Linked DNA regions of Mus musculus: regions 2 and 3 are each linked to region 1. Evidence: chromatin contacts called from public Hi-C data. All regions are on one chromosome and are shown on one strand. Each heading gives the region's core, a stretch centred on a gene start, on an enhancer-like site or on the middle of the called end of the contact. The rest is flanking DNA. Distances are from core to core; before and after follow the strand shown.

Region 1 (3,807 bases), core at 193-2,692:
TACACATATAAATAAGTGCGTGTGGTAGAGGAGAGGGGATAGAAAAGGTGTTTATGACGGGTGCAAAGGAACAAGGAAAGAGCTGAATTGAAAAGATGAGTGGCCATTAGGCATTCCCAGCCAACGCAATGTGCCCGCACACAGGACTGGAAATAAAACCCCAGCGCAGGAGTGGGAATTGCATCTTTGGAAAGGCAGACAAGGGTGAAAGGGCAGAGGACCTTTGAAAAGGCGAGTAGGGGCCAAATCACAGAAGGCCTTGCATACAACAGAAAGGAGTGAAGGCTTTAATCTGCACTCAACTTTCCTGTAAGTAATTACATTATTTTTCCAAAACTTTGCCAAGATATTGTGAGCAGGAGTAAGTGTGAGACTATAGAGGCAGAGACCATAAACAGGTAAAGGAGGTTGAAAAGGGGAGGTCCAAGGATGAAACCCAGAGTTTCTTAAATAGAGTGGCCTGGTAAAGAAGGATGGTGACACCACAACAACCAATGCTGTGAAAAGGGAGTGGAGACCCAAACCAGGGATTTCCCATAGCTGTGGCAAAAGGCAGAGGCCCAGGAAGAAGACAGCTGGCTCAGCTCTCAGATTCAGGAGTCAAATGTTTTGGCCATCTCTATATAGGAGGAAAGACACCCTGAAAGTTAGGAGACACAGTCCATAGATAGGTTTGAGCTTTGGCCCTGGCTTGCTGGAAACCTGTGGCTGACATATTTCACTGTCCTCATTTGTAAAATCAAAGAAAATGTTTAAAGTACATTTTCTAAAGAACGGAGGGAGTGGCGTTAAATTTCTTTCATCTACAACTGAAGCCGACTTTGGGTAGAAGGGCCACAGTGGAGACTTCTGAAAGCCTGAGCAGGGCAGAGTGCCACCATCAAATCACTTTCACAGAGGTCTGGACCCTGGGTGTGCTGCAAGAAACCCTGGTTGGCTGTCTCTGGTCTCCACAAGCCTGGCTTTATGGGTGAGCTGTTTTCAGCGGCTGCGATCACCTCTTGGCCAAACTTGAGTGGCTACTCCTTTTCTGGTTAGGAGTTGGTTCCTCCCGCCCTCCAGGGAACAGGTCCCACCGGGTTCGACTCCTCACTGCATCCGCCGGACCTCACACAGAAAGGGGCGTTCGGGAGACCTGAACTCAAAGACTGCGGACGCAGCAGATCTCGGGCTCTACCACCCGAGCTTTCTAGAAGCAAGAAGACCCCACACGCACCCAGGCCTGGGCCATTCCTAAACCGCGTAAAGTCCTTAGGCCGCCATTGTGTCTCCAGGGGCCCAAGAAGAATAGTCCGGACCCCGGCCTTCCCGTGCCCTTCACAAACCCCTCACCCCGGCGCCCTGCTCCGGAGGCAGCTTCTGTAGCCGCCAAAGCGGCGTCCCCTCTTCCGGCTCCATCCCCGAGAAGTAGAGATACCTGTCACGTGACAGGCCTGAACCTTAGGCTTACGCTCCGATTCGTCCACGTGACTTTCTGGAGGGCGGGGCCGGCGGGCGGGCTCAAAGTCCTTGTGCGCATGTGCAAAACCTCAGCCATTGGTTTTCTCCTGTAGAAAAAAGAGCAAGTTTTTTTTCCCTCTTTTTTTTTGGGGGGGGGGGGGGGGGGGGAGGGGCGGTCGAGACTGAGGGGAAGTCTGTTACCCATCCGCTTGCTGCTGAAGGAAGATTTACAGACTTTTGCTCGGTTGAGACTGTGTTCAGAGACAGATCTCATAAACTTTCTTCACTGCAGAAAATCATCTAGTAATAGTCACAGCCTGTATTTGAACCCAGGGCCTTTCCCCCAGAGATCTGACAGTCTCCTAGTCAAAGAGTTTGACCTCAAAGACAAATTAAAGTTACTTTTTTTTTTTAATTTTTTTTTATTTTAAGAAGAGATGTGGGGTGGGGGGCTGGAGAGATGGTTCAGCAGTTAAGAGCACTGACTGCTCTTCCAGAAGTCCTGAGTCCAATTCCCAGCAACCACATGGTGGCTCACAGCCATCTGTAATGAGATCGAATGCTCTCTTCTGGTGTGTCTGAAGACAGCTACTGTGTATTCGTAGACATAAAATAAATAAATCTTTAAAAAAAAAAAAAGATTGGATCCCCCCCCCCCGTTTACAAACAGCAAACGCAATCCAAGACAGAACTCATAGAAAGGCAAAGTTCAGCTATATATTATTAAGCAACCCAAAGACTCATTATCCAAGCTAAGAAACAAAACAACCTGCTGGTAAAGAAAACCCATGTTTATACCCACACATTTACCACAGGAGTGAACCCAAAATTCTTTGAGTTGTAATTTCAATCCAAAAAAAAGAAAGTTCGTGATAGAATGAGCCTTGTCATGAGAAGGTGCCATAACAATTAGGGTGATTACAACCCAATATGTAATGTTAGGATTAAGAGTGTTAGAAAGTGCTGAGAGGCATAGATAGAAAAATAGATAGATAGATAGATAGATAGATAGATAGATAGATAGATAGACAGACAGACAGATAGATAGATATGCCTTGTCCACAGTCACATACATGAGCGATAGCTGCAGAGTTTGAAGAAAGAATGAGAGTTCTGCTGTTCTGCCTGGGTAAAGGAAGGCTTACAGGAATGCATGCTTCTGTGACCATGCAATGTGTAAGTTAATAGTGCAAAATGACATCCATCAGGATATAAAGGATATCAAAAAACGGGATTTAGACAACACTGGACACCAAGAAAAGGTTGACCTTTGAAACATGACTATATTAAAATTGAACTTCTGGCAGATGCTGAATTTAAAATATTACATAAAGTGAGAGGAAAGAGCCCTTAATATTTAATGTCTTTTCATTAGTAATCGCTTGTCTTTGTATGTAATTTAAGGCATCATTTTTTTTTAATTTTCAACTTTTTCATTAAAAAATAAAGCGTGTGTGTGTGTGTGTGTGTCTGTGTGTGTGTCTGTGTGTGTGTCTGTGTGTGTCTGTGTCTGTGTGTGTGGTGTGTGTAGGTTGAGGACAACTTATAGACATTGATTCCTTCCTTTTAGGGTCCTGGGGTCTGGACCCTAGTTTTCAGGCTTGCAAACAAACAAATGTTTTAAGTGCCCTGAAGCACTTTAAAACATTACCTGTCTGTTCTGATCCTACCTCAGCTAGGTGTATTTGCGTTTCTGTCACCCTAACTTTGTTTATAGTAAGGGCTTAAAATGCAGACTCTGGAGTTAAGTTTAAGTCCAGCTCTGTAAATCATTGGTAACTGTTATCGTCTGTATAGCAATGGCAAGCTAGTTCACGTCTCTGGCTGGTCTGCGTCTTCATCTCTCATTATTTAGAATGACCATGCAGACTTTACAGGGCTTGTTTTAAGTTCATACCTGTAAAGTTGTTTACATAAAGCACAGCCTAGCACCTAGAAAATGGTATGATTCCTTTCTAAGGAGACTTCTTCCCCTGCCTGTATATCGCCAAGATACATCCAGCCTGCCTTATGGGCCGTGCAGGCAATGCAGATGAAGGGTTGCAACTGGGAGATGTGAAAGAAGCCAGGGAAGCCTCAGTGCTGAGCAGAAGCTGGAACGCCAGCTTCCTCTTTAGAGAGCTTCTTTCTGGGGTCGTTTCCTTATTTTCTATTGTTCTTCCTGTTTTTGTTGTCTGTCATTTGGGGGTAGAGTTTCGTCCACAAAAAATCTCAAGTTCTTCCTCCCTCCTTTCCGTCCTTCTCCAATTTCTGACAGACATCTACAGTGCATACATATTTGACAAATTATGACTATATTGATCTCTTTTAATGTTTGCTTTCAAAGCAGCCAAATATGACCTGGAATATAGCTCGATGGCACAGTGC
Region 2 (4,236 bases), core at 419-2,918, 160 kb after region 1:
TTTGGGTGTTTGTAGAAAATGTCTTTTCTAATCCTCACAGAAGCCCCTTGCTACAGGCTGTCACCCTGCCCAGTGCTGACCCATGGGGAGTCCTTTAGTGATATTCCAGAGGAAGGAGCTGAATCCTCCCTTCTTCCTACTGAACGTGATCAAGGCCGCTCACCCACCCTGAGGTCAGGCTGAAAGGAAAGGGTCACAGACAAGATGATGTATTTCTCTACTCCACTGTAGCCTTGTGAATTCATTCTGCCATGACTTTTACTGTAGTAATATAAGACATGTACAATATACACAATAAATGTATTCACTTTTTTGTTGAGCTTTCTGTTAATTGTAAGTTAAATGCCTAAAGATATTTTAAACTAGTACTACAGATGATGGCTGTATATCATCTAGACGTAAAAGATTTCAAAAGCACACAAAACTTAAAACCACCACCACAGGCAAGGGCAAACTTTTCATGATCTTCCGGTGTTTTTCTTAGCATATGTATATTTATTTCTAAAACTCAGGACAACGCTGCCCATACTACTGTGTATCTCCTGTTCTTCAAGTGCTGTCTTTGAGATAAGTGTCCTTTGAGGCCATTTCTTAGAGGCTTAGTCTCAAGCCTGCAATATTATTGGAAAGCTGAAGAACTGCTTTTTTAAAAAGGGAGATGCGAGGGACATCGTGCAGCCAGTGAAGACATGATCTTGAAGGACATGGTGGGACTGCAGCCTCTTCTTTTTCTTTCCTAATACACAGCCTTGAAGTTAATATGCTTCTCTGCTGTTTCCTCTCCTCTAAATCATGGACTGAAACATCCCAAACTCTAAGCAAAATAAACCCAACTTCTTACATTGATTCTCCTTGGGTAGCCTGTTAACTAATGGGAAACCAACTAACACATCAACTAAAGATACATAACGAACCCAGATCAAATAACTCAGGAGTGTGAGTTTAATGTTGACATTGTGTTTCATCTTATGGTTAAATTTTATGTCTTACATTTTGGATACTAGCATGAGGTCTTTTAATGTTTTCATGTTGTTAGAATATTATTTGTATGTATTTAAAAAACATTAGTCTTCTTGGAATATATATCTTTGTAGACATAAGTATGGTCAAAAGAACTAAACAAACTAAAAGCTTTTCATGTGTATTTCCAACTTTCTAGCTTATATTTAAAGTGAAGCAATGTGTACTTGAAATACACAACACTGTTAGCAAGTTCATAAAGGCGCTTACAGCAGTTTTTTTCATCCATACTGTCTGGACAATCTGGAAACCCATCGCAGATTAATGTATGCTTCAGACATTGCTTATTAAATGGACATTCCCAAAGAGCTCTCTCTTTACAACCTGGAAACAGAAGAAAAAGCTATTAGATGCAGAGTTGAAATTGATGGTGAAATATAATTGAATAAGGTTAAAAAAAATTTTAGCATAAAGGCCTGGTTTCTTCTCAAAGACTGTGGATGTCTGTGGTGACTATGAATCGTGTGATTCTGAAAGTAGGAGCTCACGGCAGTCTCCATTCTGCTCTGTGAACAGAACAGCATGCCTAACCAAAGATCCAAATCAACACACGGGAAATGAAAAAACGTGAAAAAGCAGCTATGTGTTAGCATCCTTCCTGAGTTGTTCCTTTTGCTTTCTGAGTCTGCGTGCCAACATGCACGGCTCATCTATAAAGCGAGTCATGCTTTTAAGCACATATGCCAAAACCTAGAGATGTAAATTCGTGCGTGCAATCTTAAAATGTAATTTCAGCCTACAAACAGAGACCATCTGTGTTTCACGAAAGAGGCCCCTCCCATGTTAAGTACTTACAAAACTCATTTTTAGGAGCCAGGTGCAAAATTCATTACTTTCCTGGGCCAGAGATCTAAGGTTGGAAACCTCATCAATTACTATGGAAAATTGAAACGGTTTGGAAAAGATAAGGATTGTGGGTTTACAACTTGAACTTCAATTTCCCTTCAAGGAGCAAGCACTTTAGGCTACATCTCCTACATATCATTTGGTTAAGTGTAATGTGTTTGAATGTCTTCTAAGATATGCCAAGATTCTACTGTAACTAGATGACTCAGGAGAACCAGGGTCCTGACTGTCCTGTGAGGGTAGGAAAGAAAAGATTTCATAGCTTTGAACTTTTATGTGTTTTAGGTTTTGAAATGGTTTCACCTGTAGTCTAGGCTGTCCTCGACCTCAAGACCTGCCTATCTGATTATCGTAAACTGCTCCATTGACTTTTCTGATGTCAGTAATTTCTCTGAGAACAGTGGTTAGCTCAGTCTAGACACTGAATCCATAGTTAATTTAAATGCAACTTCACTTCATCTAAGGAACAACAAACTCTGGTTCTCAAAAATAAATAAATAAGTAAAAATAAACGTTAAGATTATCTAAATCTCAAAGTAGTGACCAAATAAGGATACTCTTAAAAGCTATGTCTCATCAGACCTATCATAAAGAATTAGGAGAGCTCTCATAGATGATTAACTCAGGATTCTTGGAATTCACTGGGGAAAAAAATCTCATTGTTAAAAATGGTTATTCAAAACAAGGATCAAAATTCTTTACCAGAATAGAAATTTTACTGAGCTAAAATTAAGTTTGGAGTGTTTTATCACCCAAACATGGGAAAGATAAATGATAAGAGACCTGCACAGGCCATTCACCTGGAGTGGCCTTAGGTCCAGACAGATATTCAATGAATGATAGATATTCAATGAATGATAGATATTCAATGAATGAGTTCACTGAATGGGATTCAGGGTTTCCAGCTGGCAGAGGCTGCCAACCCTAACTGCAATGTTATGATATGATGTCTTTCAAAAGGAACCCTGAACTCTGCCCAATAGCCTAAGCTCGTTCCATCAGAAAGCAGTGCAAACACAGAAAGTGTTACCGATTGATGTTGTTGTTGTTGTTGATGGTGGTGGTGGTGTTGTTGTTGTTGTTGTTGTTGGTGGTGGTGGTGGTGGTGGTGGTGGTGGTGGTGGTGGTAGTGATGGTGGTAGAAAAACCACTACATCAGTGGGAGATGAGAGAAAGAAGCTTGATACAAAGAGACCTTTGAAATGAATGAAGAGTTTGTACACTTAGAAGGGACTAATAAAAAAAAAAACAAGCAGAGGGACAGATCACCGGGCACAAGGCCTTCTGCAGTGTGTACTCATACCAACAACATTACCACAACAATGGCATTCATTATTTACTGTGTATGCACTCTCCAACCTTGGGTATTCTATGACATTTGTGTTTCCTTTACGTATACTTTTTGTTAGAAAAGTCTGTACAAGCAAACATCTCTTGGAGATAAAGGTGGTAAGAACAGAGGAAGTAAAGTGAGAGGAGGTCATGGCATTTGTCATACGGAAGGCAGTATTATTTGTGAAAAAGCCACTTTGTCTATAAAGCGACATTTTTGATATAAGTGGGTCTTCAAATAAATATAGATGAGATAGGATACTTCACACAGCTGTAGCTTATGAGACCAAATAGCAGTGGTTGTTAGAACAACAATCGCCCAGCTCAGGAAAAACCAGCAAGACATGCCAAAGGAGGGCAGTGCTAGGTGAGGTATCAAGTCCTGATCTGCCCAGAACTTTGCTAGCTCAAGCACCAAATGCTAAGCTAAAACTGACAGGTCCTCTAAATGTAGAGTCTGGACGCCAAACCTAAGTCTCCACACAGCATCCTACCATTCCGAGAAGCCCATCCAATATTTAATCTAAGACGGTGATACATGAATCAAGCAGCCAAGGGCCAAAGGGAGGGATCACTCTTCTCCTTTAGTGGGAGTCTGTTCAGAGATCAGAAATCAAGCCCACAGATTCACCCCAAAAGCACAGTTTAGGGGTACGCTCCGTGGACAGACACAATGACTGTCTTCTGATGGCCACCGAGCAGAATGGTCCCATCCACAAGCAAAGCTTTTGCATGTGAATTATCTCAGTGCTCTTAAAGAGTACAAAAACATATAAAACCTTCCATAAGACTTCAAAGTATGACAGTAAGGAACCTCTGAGGATCCCCAGAGGATCGGACTCTGAGAAACATCTAAAGTTCTGGTTACATCTAAAGTTTTTTTGTTTTATCTGCGTTTTATAAAGGACCAAGTATACTTGATAAAGGAGCTGTTTGTTAATGAGAAGGTAATTGAAAAGCTACTCAGCAGCTTGTATTGCTATCAGTCTTTCTCTGCATGGGGGAATTTCATTATTTAATACTCAGGAGAGTGATTTG
Region 3 (3,955 bases), core at 428-2,927, 190 kb after region 1:
GGGGTAATTTTTTTGTGAGATGGTAAGAATTAGTGTCTCCAGAGGCTAGAATCCAAGGAGTGGATGGCTCTGTCCAATGGATATCAACTTTCTTCGCTCACAGCATCCAGGGCATCAAACCAGACACAGTACTGGTCACGTGTGCTAAGCAATCAGCTTTACTAATATATTCCCTGTCTATGTGCCTATTTGTTTATTGTCCCTCTATATTCTAGTTAATTTTGCATTGAAGAAGAGAAAGAAATGTGGTTGGCACATGCCTTTAACCCAAGGACTCAGGAGGCAAAACCCAGCAGATATCTAAGAGTTCAAGGCCAGCCAGGTCTACATAGAGAGTTCCAGCCTAGTTGGAGATACATAGTGAAACCCTGTTACGAAAAAAAAAAAAGGAAGAAATGAGCAATTGTTCCTTGAATAACTTCCTATCTATTATTCCCTGTTCTCTCTTTGCGAATTCCAACTGAAAGAAGCAAACATCACGTAGAGGGGGGGTGGTCAAGAAGCTAAGCACTATTGATGCTAATAATGTTAAGCACTGTAAAATAATCACATTCCCGTCTATAGGAACAGACTTACAAAGGGATAGGCTACCTATCCATCTAGGTAGAGAATCAGGCACACATACACCCAGAGGCTCCTTGAGAGATGTCTACAAGTCAGGTATAGAAGCTGCTTCCAATAATGGAAGGACCAACACCTAAGCCAGTTTTAAATGCCCAGAAGATAAGATCTTCCAGTGTTTGCTGTATGAAAAGGATCATTTATATCCTGGGATATAATTCACCTCAAATGTTACAAGGCCACTGGAAGTCCATGCCTCCCTTAGTCTATTAGACTTAAAGCTTCCCAAGGCCTTGATGGAGAGGATATGTAATATGAAGTAATTCTTAATCCAAAACTGAGGATGGAGGAAACAATTAATTACTCCAAGTGAGAGAAGTGATATAATAACTGAATCTGGGAGGAACAAATCATTAAAAAAAAAAATCAGTCTTTGGAAATTTTCTAGTTCAGTTAAAATTTCCCACAGGAGTTTATTTGCCATTCTTCACTCGTGGCCATTCTGTCTCCCCTCAGCTAATCTACTGGAAAGTAATTTAGAGACAGCCACCTGCTTTCACCATTGCAGCCACCACACTGTCAATGACACAAATTAATGCAATGATTCCCAGACCTTAATTGTCCACCAACGTGTTTGGAACAGTGAGGATGCATCTATCAGAAGCATAAAATGACCAAATTTTATGTGACGGTTGGGATGAATCTCCTAGTTGCTTCTTGGATGAAGTCTCTAGTCTGGAAGCTGTGCTTTTAATAAAAATAAAAAACTAGAAAATAAAAGAAGGAAGATAACATCTGCCTGCAGATGGCTCCACGAAAATAATTTATAGGAACTGATGATGAGGAGAAAGTGGTGGTAATGACATTAAGCAATGCGGATGGATGGCCCATCCGCAGCCACACATTTGTTTCTTATTTCGTTAATGAAGACCATTTTGGTTCTTTTTCTGCTACCACATGCAACCTTTGGACAAAAACAAAGGCCAATGTATGTGCTCTTTTGGAGCAATTCCAACTTCAGGAGTTTATGGCAATGTGGTAGAAAGAGGCTGGGTGTACTGTCTGTCACAGAAATTGCCCGTGTCAGCTGTTGTACTTACTGCAGTTACTCAGGCTGCTGTCTGAGTCACACAGAGAGCTACCAGCACAGGATTCGACGCAGGAACTGCCAAGGCATCCCTGTTCTCCTTCTGGACATGGCGTCTGACCTATGGAAGGGGAAAAACCCAACAGCTTTCATCACCTGCCAATCTCCAACCCTCTGTCTGAAGGACTAAGAATGATGTCTTCTGGGGCTGAAGGATGACACAGCTTTAATTTCCTTCCAATCTCCCTCCCAATATTGAACACATATGGAAAAGGCCTGCTCTGGGTTCATCCTCTCACCAACTAAGTGCAGGCCAGTATCCAAAAGAACTCCGTACAAAACAAAGCCACGGCAAACCACACTGAAGGAAAGAAACAGATGGTTGCTTCCAGTTGGAAAACCATACTCAGTTGTTACATAGGTACCTATACTTAACAAAATGAAGTGCACGTGATGTGAGGCCAAGAGGACCACACAAAGATACTGGCATTCTGGTTTGTAAATGACATCTTACTTATCTGCCCCACCTCTCATCTCTCCAGTTTAAGGAAAAGACTTTCCCTGATAACCAACAGGGCATCAAGGCAAAAGCTCTACTTCAAGTAGAAGCCTTTTATCATAGTGTCAGTCTTTCACTGCTGCTACCCAGACTTCCAGCATCCCTAGAAAGTATCACTGATCTCTGATGACCTAACATCGGGGCTTTTTCTTTCCAAACGAATAGTGGCAGCAGAAGCCTTTGCCCCGATTGCTTTTCACTAAGGTATGTGGAAAGGAAACTGTGTTTGCTGTTGATTTCCGGGTTATGTGTAGATTAAGTGGATAAAGTAATAAATTGCTACCCATTTTCTTTCCATCTCTTCCCCAATATTATGGTCAATTACTTTCAGACATGCCATATGAAATCCAGAATATCTTGCAAGGCACCACTGATATATAGCCATATATGTATCCTAATCCATGCTTATCCACAATCCTAAGTCAATGGATATTGTATTGGACTCCTCCTCCAGCCCCTCTTGTGGTGAAATGTTATATATTGTCTCCTTGCATAAAAGATGTCACCGTTTTTTTTCCTCCCTCAAGGCAACCTTAAACATTTTTCGTAAGTGTAAGCTCTTCATGACATTTTAGGATGTTGTGTATTCGATAGTTCAGCAAATATTAAGTGCCTGCTTTGTGGCCAGAAACCGAATGCTGAAAGACAAAAGGCCACGCCTGCTCTGTGCAGCATCTCCAAGTTTAACAAGGATGACTCCTGACCTCATGAGCCTGTGCAAACAGCCCTTTACCAGAGATGTTTATCAAGAACAACTGAGGGACACTAGGGCTTGGACTAGGCTGCCCAAGGAAGCGTTCCAATCAGATGGGATAAGTTGTCATAGGAAGGGGAGAACAACTCTCTAAGCAGAAAAGCAACAGGAAACGACCTGTAGAAGAAGGCACACCATGGTCTTTGCTCTGTATGTAGTGTAAAACACCTTCCCCTTCCTATCTCCAGACATTGGCCATGTGCTGCCGTGGGTCTGCCGTGCTCATCTGAGCTCCCCTCTTCCGAGAGAGCTCTCTTCTCAGTCTTCAGCTTGATGTCCTAGTATGTCTCCATCATAAGCTTTTGACAGGAGCTCTTTGCCAAGTGTGCACAACACACAGAAGCACAGCACTCTGAATTCTTGGCAGCCTGAGCTGCACGGTTGGAGATTGATCATAAACTCTCCATCTGATGCGAAGAGAGAGCGCCATCACTTGTTTTGTTAGACTGAATTCCCAGCAGGAAAAAAAAAATGACCCCGTATTAGCCGTGTATCAACAGGAGATATGTATTCAGCTTTTCCCAGGCACTTGCCCTGCACAGCAGTAATTATCTTCTGAGCTGATGTGGAAGCTGTGACCTAGAAAGGTAGAGTGACTCACCTACAGCCACCCAAGTAGCAAGTAGTAGCCCAGAGCTTGAAGCTCAGAATGAAGCATGTAACGTCCATGTGCAATCCCACTGTGCAGTGCATCTCATCTACAAACCAACATGGGGGGGCAATTAAGTTGGGGATATTCCACAAGCCCCATGCTAGAAGGTTTTCATAGAAATAAGGTCTTAAAGTAATCAGTGTGGAAACTTTTTTATTAAAAAAAAATCCAAAAAATACAGAGATGATCACGTTTAAGACCCAAAATGTTTTAATTTCTATTTTCTAAGTTCCATGCATAGATATTATGTCCCCTTTAAAGTATATTTAAATCTGTTGCTTGGCAATGTGAAACATTAAACTGCTTCTCTGAGCAAGGCCAAATTAGGATGCAGTTACATTT

The links. A called contact is a pair of places that touch in the nucleus more often than the background predicts.
Region 2: a Hi-C map of cortical neurons shows a contact between it and region 1. The contact joins the enhancer-like site here to the promoter of Commd8 in region 1. A contact is called at or near these places in 8 of 39 promoter capture datasets (the 3T3-L1 cell line, 3T3-L1-derived adipocytes, the HPC-7 cell line and 4 more), 6 of 484 Hi-C or Micro-C datasets (the N1E-115 cell line, cortical neurons, embryonic stem cells and 1 more) and 1 of 115 datasets of contacts at active chromatin or transcription factors (bone marrow-derived macrophages).
Region 3: a Hi-C map of the N1E-115 cell line shows a contact between it and region 1, with 7 times the contacts expected there. The contact joins the enhancer-like site here to the promoter of Commd8 in region 1. A contact is called at or near these places in 10 of 39 promoter capture datasets (the 3T3-L1 cell line, 3T3-L1-derived adipocytes, the C10 cell line and 5 more) and 6 of 484 Hi-C or Micro-C datasets (the G1E-ER4 cell line, the N1E-115 cell line, embryonic fibroblasts and 2 more).

Annotation. Positions count from the first base shown.
Region 1 is chr5:72,166,747-72,170,553 of GRCm38.p6, forward strand. It overlaps Commd8 (COMM domain containing 8), which reads right to left and starts at 1,443. Exons shown (of 5, transcript NM_178599.5): 1 at 1,333-1,443. The coding sequence starts at 1,398.
Region 2 is chr5:72,331,438-72,335,673 of GRCm38.p6, forward strand. It overlaps Corin (corin, serine peptidase), which reads right to left. Exons shown (of 22, transcript NM_016869.3): 14 at 1,231-1,344. Among named protein-coding and RNA genes, the nearest start is that of Gm23712, 85 kb to the right of the region's middle. Within about 2 kb of position 1,669, at least 3 of the 459 cell types and tissues checked have an H3K27ac peak or open chromatin away from gene starts, as enhancers often do. A contact at or near this core is called in cortical neurons, where this site is marked.
Region 3 is chr5:72,352,209-72,356,163 of GRCm38.p6, forward strand. It overlaps Corin (corin, serine peptidase), which reads right to left. Exons shown (of 22, transcript NM_016869.3): 10 at 1,662-1,769. Among named protein-coding and RNA genes, the nearest start is that of Gm23712, 65 kb to the right of the region's middle. Within about 2 kb of position 1,678, at least 2 of the 459 cell types and tissues checked have an H3K27ac peak or open chromatin away from gene starts, as enhancers often do. A contact at or near this core is called in the N1E-115 cell line, where this site is marked.